Regions from separate parts of the Mus musculus genome. Here region 1 is linked to region 2. A link is a contact called in public HiChIP or PLAC-seq data. All regions are on one chromosome and are shown on one strand. Each heading gives the region's core, a stretch centred on a gene start, on an enhancer-like site or on the middle of the called end of the contact. The rest is flanking DNA. Distances are from core to core; before and after follow the strand shown. Region 1 overlaps Gm51701 (a long non-coding RNA gene). Region 2 holds the start of Fyco1 (FYVE and coiled-coil domain containing 1).

The links. HiChIP or PLAC-seq counts read pairs in DNA pulled down with a chosen protein or histone mark.
Region 1: a contact with region 2 is called in an H3K27ac HiChIP or PLAC-seq map of microglia, with 5 times the contacts expected there. The contact joins the enhancer-like site here to the promoter of Fyco1 in region 2. A contact is called at or near these places in 1 of 15 datasets of contacts at CTCF or cohesin (CD8 T cells), 2 of 484 Hi-C or Micro-C datasets (bone marrow-derived macrophages and embryonic stem cells), 15 of 115 datasets of contacts at active chromatin or transcription factors (the 230-238 cell line, CD8 T cells, the SCID.adh cell line and 8 more) and 3 of 9 other capture datasets (adipose tissue, liver and pancreatic islet).

What each region holds. Positions count from the first base shown.
Region 1 is chr9:123,926,071-123,930,237 of GRCm38.p6, forward strand. Gm51701 (a long non-coding RNA gene) reads left to right here. Exons shown (of 2, transcript XR_003948284.1): 2 at 677-2,636. Among named protein-coding and RNA genes, the nearest start is that of Gm51701, 3.0 kb to the left of the region's middle. Within about 2 kb of position 2,166, at least 175 of the 459 cell types and tissues checked have an H3K27ac peak or open chromatin away from gene starts, as enhancers often do. A contact at or near this core is called in the 230-238 cell line, CD8 T cells, the SCID.adh cell line and 9 more, where this site is marked.
Region 2 is chr9:123,850,606-123,854,813 of GRCm38.p6, forward strand. It overlaps Fyco1 (FYVE and coiled-coil domain containing 1), which reads right to left and starts at 1,294. Exons shown (of 18, transcript NM_001110253.2): 1 at 1,176-1,294. Xcr1 (chemokine (C motif) receptor 1) reads right to left here. Exons shown (of 2, transcript NM_011798.4): 2 at 1,710-4,208. It overlaps Gm51700 (a long non-coding RNA gene), which reads left to right. Exons shown (of 2, transcript XR_003948283.1): 1 at 1-396; 2 at 626-1,358.

The sequences.
Region 1 (4,167 bases), core at 916-3,415, 76 kb after region 2:
GTGTGAGGCAGGTGGATGGCACTGATTGTGTGTGTGAGGCAGGGGGATGACTGTGAGTGAATTTCTGAGGCAGGGGAATGACTGTGAGTGATTTTCTGAGGCAGGGGGATGACCATGAGTGAGTGTGTGTGAATAAAATAATAAAATAAATAAAATGCAAACACAACACCAGGGCAGGCGGCCCAGTGTGGGTGTCACAGCTGTTTTTGCTCTTTGGAGTCTTTTGTTTATTCCTGCAATTTCCGTTTTTCCCACCAGAGGGAGACTGTCGCTTTTTTAAAGGACAATTCCTTCCTTTTCGCATGTCAGGCACACAGCTCTGAGAGTTGTTGTACCTTGTTAGTCGGTTGATCTTAACTACAGTGTGTTTAAGTACAAACTACACACCAGGTTTTGAAGATAGTAGAATAAAAATGCAGACCGTCCTTTTAGTCTATATAATAAACTAGTTACATGTTAACATATGTTAGGTATGTTAAATATAGCATTAATTTAACTTATTCCCCACATCGACTCCCCTCCCCTCATCGCTCAGAGATTGAACCCTGGGCCTTGCGTATACTTGCAAATACTCTACCATCGAGTTACACCCTTTATCTATTTTAGATGTTTAACGACAGTGTGTCTAGAAAAGGATTTAAAAGTACATATGTGACTGATTTAATATTTCTATCAGATAGTGGCTCTTCCCAGTGTCAAACCCCAAAGTAACTCTGAAGACCATCAAGGATCCAAGGCATCCGTTTGAAGAGGAGCAGGTGGAGAGGAGACTGTGGTGGAGACCGGCCAGCAACACAACCCCACTTAACCCACAATGGGCTCTGGAGTTTTCTTTACTGACACCTTGCGTGTCATTTCTTCCTCTTTGGTGCTGGAATTCTCGGGTTCCACAGAAGGCTCCGGGCTTATATTATTTCACTTGATCAGCAAGGTTCACCATCCCAGGTCTCTCTTGACCTTGAAGACTGGCAGTGGGCTACTTAGAACTTTTGGCTTCCTTTTTTTGTTTGTTTGTTTTTTGTTTTTCGAGACAGGGTTTCTCTGTGTAGTCCTGGCTGTCCTGGAACTCACTCTGTAGACCAGGCTGGCCTCGAACTCAGAAATCCGCCTGCCTCTGCCTGGGTGCTGGGACCAAAGGCGTGCGTCACCACGCCCCGGCGATGTGGCTTTCTTTTCTAAAACCCTTTGACTCGCTCAATTCACTTGTGCCTGGGGATTATAGTGACTCTTAACGGAATGTGTTCAAGGATGAAAAGACAGAACCAGTAGGACTGGCTGGTTGTTACTCAGTAGCCATCACATTCTGCTTCCTCCCGAGAGCTCAAATAGCCTGTAGCCCCGCCTGTGCAGGGGTGATTGACATTCATATGACCAGTGAGTAACTGGATATCGTGTGCATTTCAAAAGCTCCCTTAGCACCTATTCAAGAGTAACCTCGCGAATCAACAACGGGGGACCTGTGAGGCAAGGTCAGAGTTGTAGGCAGTGATCCTCGGTGCGAGGCCGGCCCCACAGCCCTCGTTGGGCACAGCTGGCAGCACTGTAGCTGTGAGAGTCAGTGGTCATTTCACGTGTGGCGCCAGTGGAGGTCCAGTGGCACAGGGACTTGAGTCAATTATTTTGTTTAGGTGGAGAGAACCGTGCATGTGGAGGCAGATGTTTCCCCAAGCAAGGGAAAACAGAATCTGGGTCACTTCTGTTCTCAGAGATTGCCAGTGAGAGGAGCTGAGCTGGTGGCCCATCCATCTTGCTTGGGAATGGCTTCAGTGTCCCCCAACCTGACCTCTCTCATCTGCAGTCAATTGAAGAACTGGTGAACGATCAGCCTTTGCTCTGGGGTCCCACTGTGCGTCCTCTGTTGCTGTCTCTGAGCTTACTTTTCATTTGCATGATGAGCATATTACATATAAATAGTAAAAATCACCATGGGACATCAGGACTTAAACAGGAAGCATGTATTGTGTCATACAGTCTTGTGTGTTGGGAATTTGAGACATCTTAGTGGGGTCGTTTCACTACAGTCTCTCTCGGACGAGGGAGAACGTCTACTCCGTCATTAGGAGATTTGGCTGGAGGTGGGGCTTAATTGCTTTCAGGTGTTCATGCCTCCGGCTGCTCGCAGAGACCTCACTTCCTCATCTCACGAGTCTCTCCACTACTGCCTCAGAGTCCTGTGACATGACCGCAAGCAACAGCAATGCGTGACAGCAAGACAGTAAACTTCTTTCTATACTCTAAGGTCAGCCTGACTCAAGGAAATGACTACCAGGAAGTCTAAGCTACCGTGGACCATCATGAACGCTATGAACACAGTGGACTAATATCAGTTCTGTTCATTGAATCCCAATGTTTTTCATTTGTTTGTTTTGAGACAGGGTGTCCTAGGCTGGCTTCAAACCGCTACTGCTCCCTGAGTGCTGGAACTAAACCACATTTGGTTTGTGCAGTGCTGAGGATGGAACTCGGGGCTCTGCTGGTAATAGACAAGCACTCTACCAACCGAATTACATCAACAGTCCCATTGTGAGGCTTTGTGTACATACTCTGTGTTAGACTCCCCCCTCCCCCCACTATGACACATAGTGAAATGTGTTCTGAGAGGAACAAATTAAAGAGAGAATTTGTTTTGGGTCACAGTTTCAGATGCTTAGTTCCTGACCCTTTGCCGTGTTTCTAGATCTTCAGTGAGGTGGAACACCGTGGTGGCAGGAGTATACGGCAGATACTGTTCACCCCATAGTGGCCAGAAGTCAAAGAAGGAGACAGGAAGGACACAAAGGGGAAGGGGTAAAAGATACATCCTTCAGGGGCACACCCTAAACGACCTGCTTCTCTTATCTGGATCCCACTTCCTGTTTTGGCTGTCTCCTAAGAATGCTCTCATATTACGAATCTACCAAGGAAGGAGTCCAGGATCTGAAGGTTCCAATTCCTTCTCAAATGCCCATTGTCTCGACACCTAAGATTCTGTAGTGTCTGTTTGTGGAAGGCATTTCGTATTCAAACCTTAAAGCCACTGCAGAGCAAACCCACAGTCAGAGGGTGTGGTTGCTAAAAACAGCCGCTAAGGGGACTGCTGGAGCTGGGCTCTGAGGAGGAAGTACCACAAAGGGCTCAGGGACAGACAACTAAGAAGTTTCGAAGCTAGTGTCTTCTAGCTTTCTCTGCTGTTTCCATGTGAACAAATTACGATGACTTAGGAAATCTTTCCATCGCACTTGAGTGCACACCAAAGGCTGGTTTTGATAATTCGTTAGTGTTCTCTCTAAATTTCAGGCATTCTAGAAGGTGTGGTCCAAGACGGAGACTGACACGTATTAGCACGGAGCTCCGAGACTCCAAAGGGATTGAGTGCACTTTGTGACTGTCAACAGGTTCCATTATCAAGACTTTGCAAGACTCCATGTAATTTCTCAAATCTTGTATTGATTCCTTAAAATAGTCACACAGAGGAAGTTTTATGAATTTTTGATGTTTTTGTAATGATAAAGTACTTTTTAAAAATAGAAAATGGGGTTTCTTTTTTGTAGCCCTGGACATCTGGAACTTACTATGTATATCAGGCTAGAATATGCATAAAATTTGATTTTGAGTTTTTCCTGGTTAATTTTTGCATACTCCTCTATAGTAATGTACTGATTATCCCAGCTGTGTAGTAAATTACTCCACATAATAGATATAATAGCACCCATTCTATTCTAATTATGGTTTTATAGAATAGGATTCAGGAAAGCTGGGCTGTTCACCTGTGGGATTTCCCCCTCTTTTCTGTCCTTGCGTCCCCTTTCCTTTTCTTCCCTTCCTGCCCTTTCTTTCCTTCCTTCCTTCCTTCTTTCTTTCTTTCTCTCTCTCTCTCTCTCTCTCTTTCTCTCTTTCTCTTTCTCTCTTCCTGGCAAAAGCCTTACCATCTCCCTGCACAAGTATGCTCCTGCCAAGTTCATCCATCTGTGGGTTTTCTTACACGGTAACAGTAGAATGTCAACTGAATCATCATTATCTGCCAGCCAGAGTGAATTAGATGTCCAAATTGGCGTACTTCCAGGCTACCAGGGACCTTTGTCAGAAAGACTATCATTAAGAAAACAAATAACAACAGATGCTGGTGAAAAGGTGGGGGAAAGAGAGTTGTATACATTTTTAGTGGGAGTGTTATCATTAAGAAAACAG
Region 2 (4,208 bases), core at 44-2,543:
CTGCAGGACTCTGTATACGTTATCTATTTTCTTAATAAAATAAACAATTTTCAAGAAGTGATACACAAATATGAACATTAAACAAACAGATAAATTCTGTCTCCTAAAGCTATAGTTTTTTTTGTTTTTGTTTTTGTTTTTTTCAGATCCTTTTAGGTAAAGGAGGCTGACAGTCAGCCCTGGGCTGATTTCCAGGATAACAATCCTGGCCCATAATCAGTATTCTGCATTTCAACACAGCAGAACTGGTTGTCATAGACCGAGAGTGTCGGGGCAGCCAGGAGGTTGCAAAACTAAAAGTAGAAACCCACAGCTCCCTTCCCCCAACCCAGCAACAGCAGCAAGCAGATGGCAGAGGAATTAACCTGCTTCAGACCACCATTGCTGAGAGAGGCTGTAAGTAGATTAAGTCCTGAGCCTCTGCCCCATTTCTGTCTGGAAAGGAAACCACCTGTGTTAAGTCAAACAATCATAGGGACAGAAAGAAACAAGTGCTGTTTTTTCTGCAGGAGACAGCCCAGCCGTGGGAACTTTGCAGAGTGACACAGAGAATCATAGCATTAATAGGAAGCTACTTGACTTGGCTTAAGTGTCAACTACATGTTCTCTTCTTTTATGCAAATAGGATGTCGCTCCGCCCTGCCCCCCATCCGCAGCCCAAGCCTGGGTGCCAACAGGACAAGCTACCACACCAGATACATTCAGTCGTCCTACAGGTGTTTCCAGAAACTTGACCGCAGAGCCCCCTTGAACTATCTGAGCATAAGGGCAGCGGGTCAGGTCAGCGAAGATACAAAAGGAACAAACTGTGTCTCCTGGACCGAAGGGGCGTCAGGAGTCCTGCAGAGAGGAGGGTTTGGCTTTCTGGGGATCAAGTCCCAGTGCCCGCGAGAACTTCGGGGTTTGGCTGCTGTGCCAGGGGTTCGGGGAGAGCTGCCGAAGCTCCGCCTCACAGGGCGGCCCCCTTCTGCCGGCTCCGATCTTGGAACAGTGTTGAGGGTCTTTCTACGACCCCGCAGACAGCCTGCGTATTGGAGCTAACCTCTCTGGAGAGAGGGTTCTCCCGAGGCGCCCTGTGTGGGAGGGGACGACCCACGCCCCCACGAAGCTTCCGCGCCGACGTCCAGAAAGGCCCCAGTGTCCCCGATGCCTGTCCGGGCGCCTGCGGCACTTACACGCTCGTGGGTCCTCCGCTGGGCAGAAACGAAACTTTCTAGGGCCGAGCGGAAGAGTAGGCGAGCACAGAGCCGACTGCCATGAAGCGCCCAGTAGCCCCAGAGCGCGCGCGGACTACAACTCCCGGCATGCCTCACGGATGGCCTACAACTCCCGGCATGCTTCACGGATGGCCTACAACTCCCGGCATGCTTCACGGATGGCCTACAACTCCCGGCATGCTTCACGGATGGCCTACAACTCCCGGCATGCTTCACGGATGGCCTACAACTCCCATCGGGTGCAACTGGACGGTGGACGCTAACTACGACTCCCGGCATGTCTCACGGCAGACGTCACTTCCTGAAACTCGAACAAGCTTCGGATACCCGGAAGTCGTGTGTAGAATCCTGAACGAGTGCTGTTTACTGTTGTTAAGCTCATGCATTGTGACCGATTGGCTTTGAACTGTGCATGAGCTGTAAATATAAAATAATGTGCCCGATTCCGAAACCCCCCAAACAATCTGAGAATAATCTCATTAGTATTTTTGTACTATTACGTTTTATTTATGAAGCTAAAAAAAAATGAACTTAGTATGTACTGCTGGACCTAAGTTCTCAGTTTTTGTTTCCCCCTCATTAACAGACACTTAAAAAACAGTGTTTGAAAATATGTGCTAAAGAACTACCATGCTTAGCTTCCTCAGTCCCGTGTTTGCTTGTTGCTGAGTTGCAAAGCACCCTGAAGCCTGGTGCAATAGAACACTGCATTCCAAGTCCAGTATGGATGAACATGCTAAAGACAGGGGACAGTACATAGGAATGTCAGCCCATGATTAGGTTCGCTTCTTAGCTCTGGCTGGCTCCTCACACTGCCTTATTTTCATCATGTTAGCTAGAAATGCTTGTGTACCTTACAGGACTTAGCTAATAGTGGCATCTGCCAGACTTCAGCATTCCAGGTTCTCAGGATAAATTCATACAGGAAGGAAAAGAAATCTTTTAAGTTAATTTCATATTTTATACTGGAGGTATATGAGACAACATATTAACTTGATGGAGTTGTCAGTTTGTGGATGAGGATAAAAAAAACCTCACGAAGAGAAATGATTCCCCTTTCTGTTAACAAAGGAAAACAAAAAAAAGGGAAGAAGTGGGAGGAAATGACATCAGAAATAAAGATTTATCAATAGAGTGAACTAAGAAAAACTTGCTCTGACTACAGCCTGAACAGCTTTGGGATGTTAAGATTGAGAGTGTGAGGCATGTGGAAGACAACCTTGTGAAGGAATATGTGGGGTGGAGAGCACTGTGCCACAGAGTCCTGATCTGCTGTACATGGTGTCAGATCTAAGATGGCTCCCGGGACACCAGTGAGACAGCAAAAAGGAACTAAGGTCAAGACAGTGGCTGCTTCTGAGTCTTCACAAAAGTCCCTACAGGTGACAATGCTCGCCACACCCCTTCTCTCTGAGTTACCTCATCAGTCACAGCTTTTATTGGGATATGGTGAGATGTAGTAAGTTATGCTTGGCCAAGGATTTAGGGGCTTGGGATTGGCTCAAATACTGTATATAAGCTTATGTGCTTGGCAATAAATGCAGATCTGCACACTGATACTGATCTCTGGAGCTTTATTTACCAGGAGTTGTCACGTGACTCTGTCGCCTCTAAATGCCCATCCTCAGTCCTGTTCCCACAAAAGGGATTTCAAACACCCTTGTTTGAAACTTAGATCCCAAATAAATTTACAGAGAAGAGGAAGACAGGTCTCAAGCAATCATGGGTTATTTAAGGGCAATGATGTATTTTGAGAATTTCATAGACAATTCATCTGGAGTATAGTTAGATAAATTAAGATGACTATGACATCACTAGATGATTTAGTCTTAAGGGAGCACAGTGATATGTGGTCCAACATTGACCAAAATATTGTGCAGTAGATTATTGTATATATTAAAAACCTAATATGTCATACCCTAACCAAAAGCCTATATAATGTTATGTTTAAAACTCAACACAGCTCTGTGCTATAGGTAGGGTTCATTTCTGAACTTCAAAGATGAAATTGAGGCTTTTAGAAGAAAAGGAATTTCAAGCCCACCTGGCTAATGGGCAGAGATATAAACTAGGATGAAGTGTAAGGTGCCCGAGGGATCTCTAACCGACACATTGTAAGATATATGAAATGTTCATCTTCGTGTACAAAGGAAAGGAGGCCAGAAGAGGGCAATGGATTCCCTTGGAACTGCAGTTAAAATGGTTGGGAGATACCATGTGGGCTTTGGGAACTGAATTTAGGCCCTCTGGAGGAGTAGCCAGTGCTCTTAACTGCTGAGCCATCCCTCTATCCACTTGAAAGTTACTTCTTCTGGGTAATCCATAACTATTTTATGTCTTTTAATTTTTTCATTAATTCTTTAAAGTCTACTGTTATATGTTTTTATGTATTTATTTTTGGTTGAAAGAACAGGATCTGAGTTCTGTCTTTGGCCCTGGATGCAGATATAACAGTCTAAACTGCCCCAAAGGTAATAATGTTACCTGAAATTCTGGAGCATTCTGATGGAGTAACCTTATATTACCAGGGAAATCTGGGCCCTCTTTTGTGTTACTAGTTTTATTAATAAAAGAATTTAAGAAGTAACTCAGAAGGGAGCTTGAGGACAATTTTATTAAAGCGTCAAAGACAGACTCTAGGCAGAGGAGCTGTAAAATAAAAGATAAATCTCAGGCAGGCAGCTTCCTGAAGGAGGAAGATGTAACAGAGGAAAAATAGAAGCAAAAGGAAGATACTATGGAACAGAGGGCACTATAAAGATGAAGTCAAGGGTATGTGCTCATAAGCTGGAGAGATGTTGGGAAGGCAGAATCCACGGGACCTGGCTCTGCGAAAGGGAATGTGGTGCATGAGGAGAATTTAGCTCTGGAGAATGGTTAAGAGGGGAATGCTGGCATTATTATCCACATGTAAGGAAGTCATCTTTCTCTCAATCTGGAAGAGATGAAATGACAGGAATATTCAACCTGAATGCCTCTGTTAAGTGGACT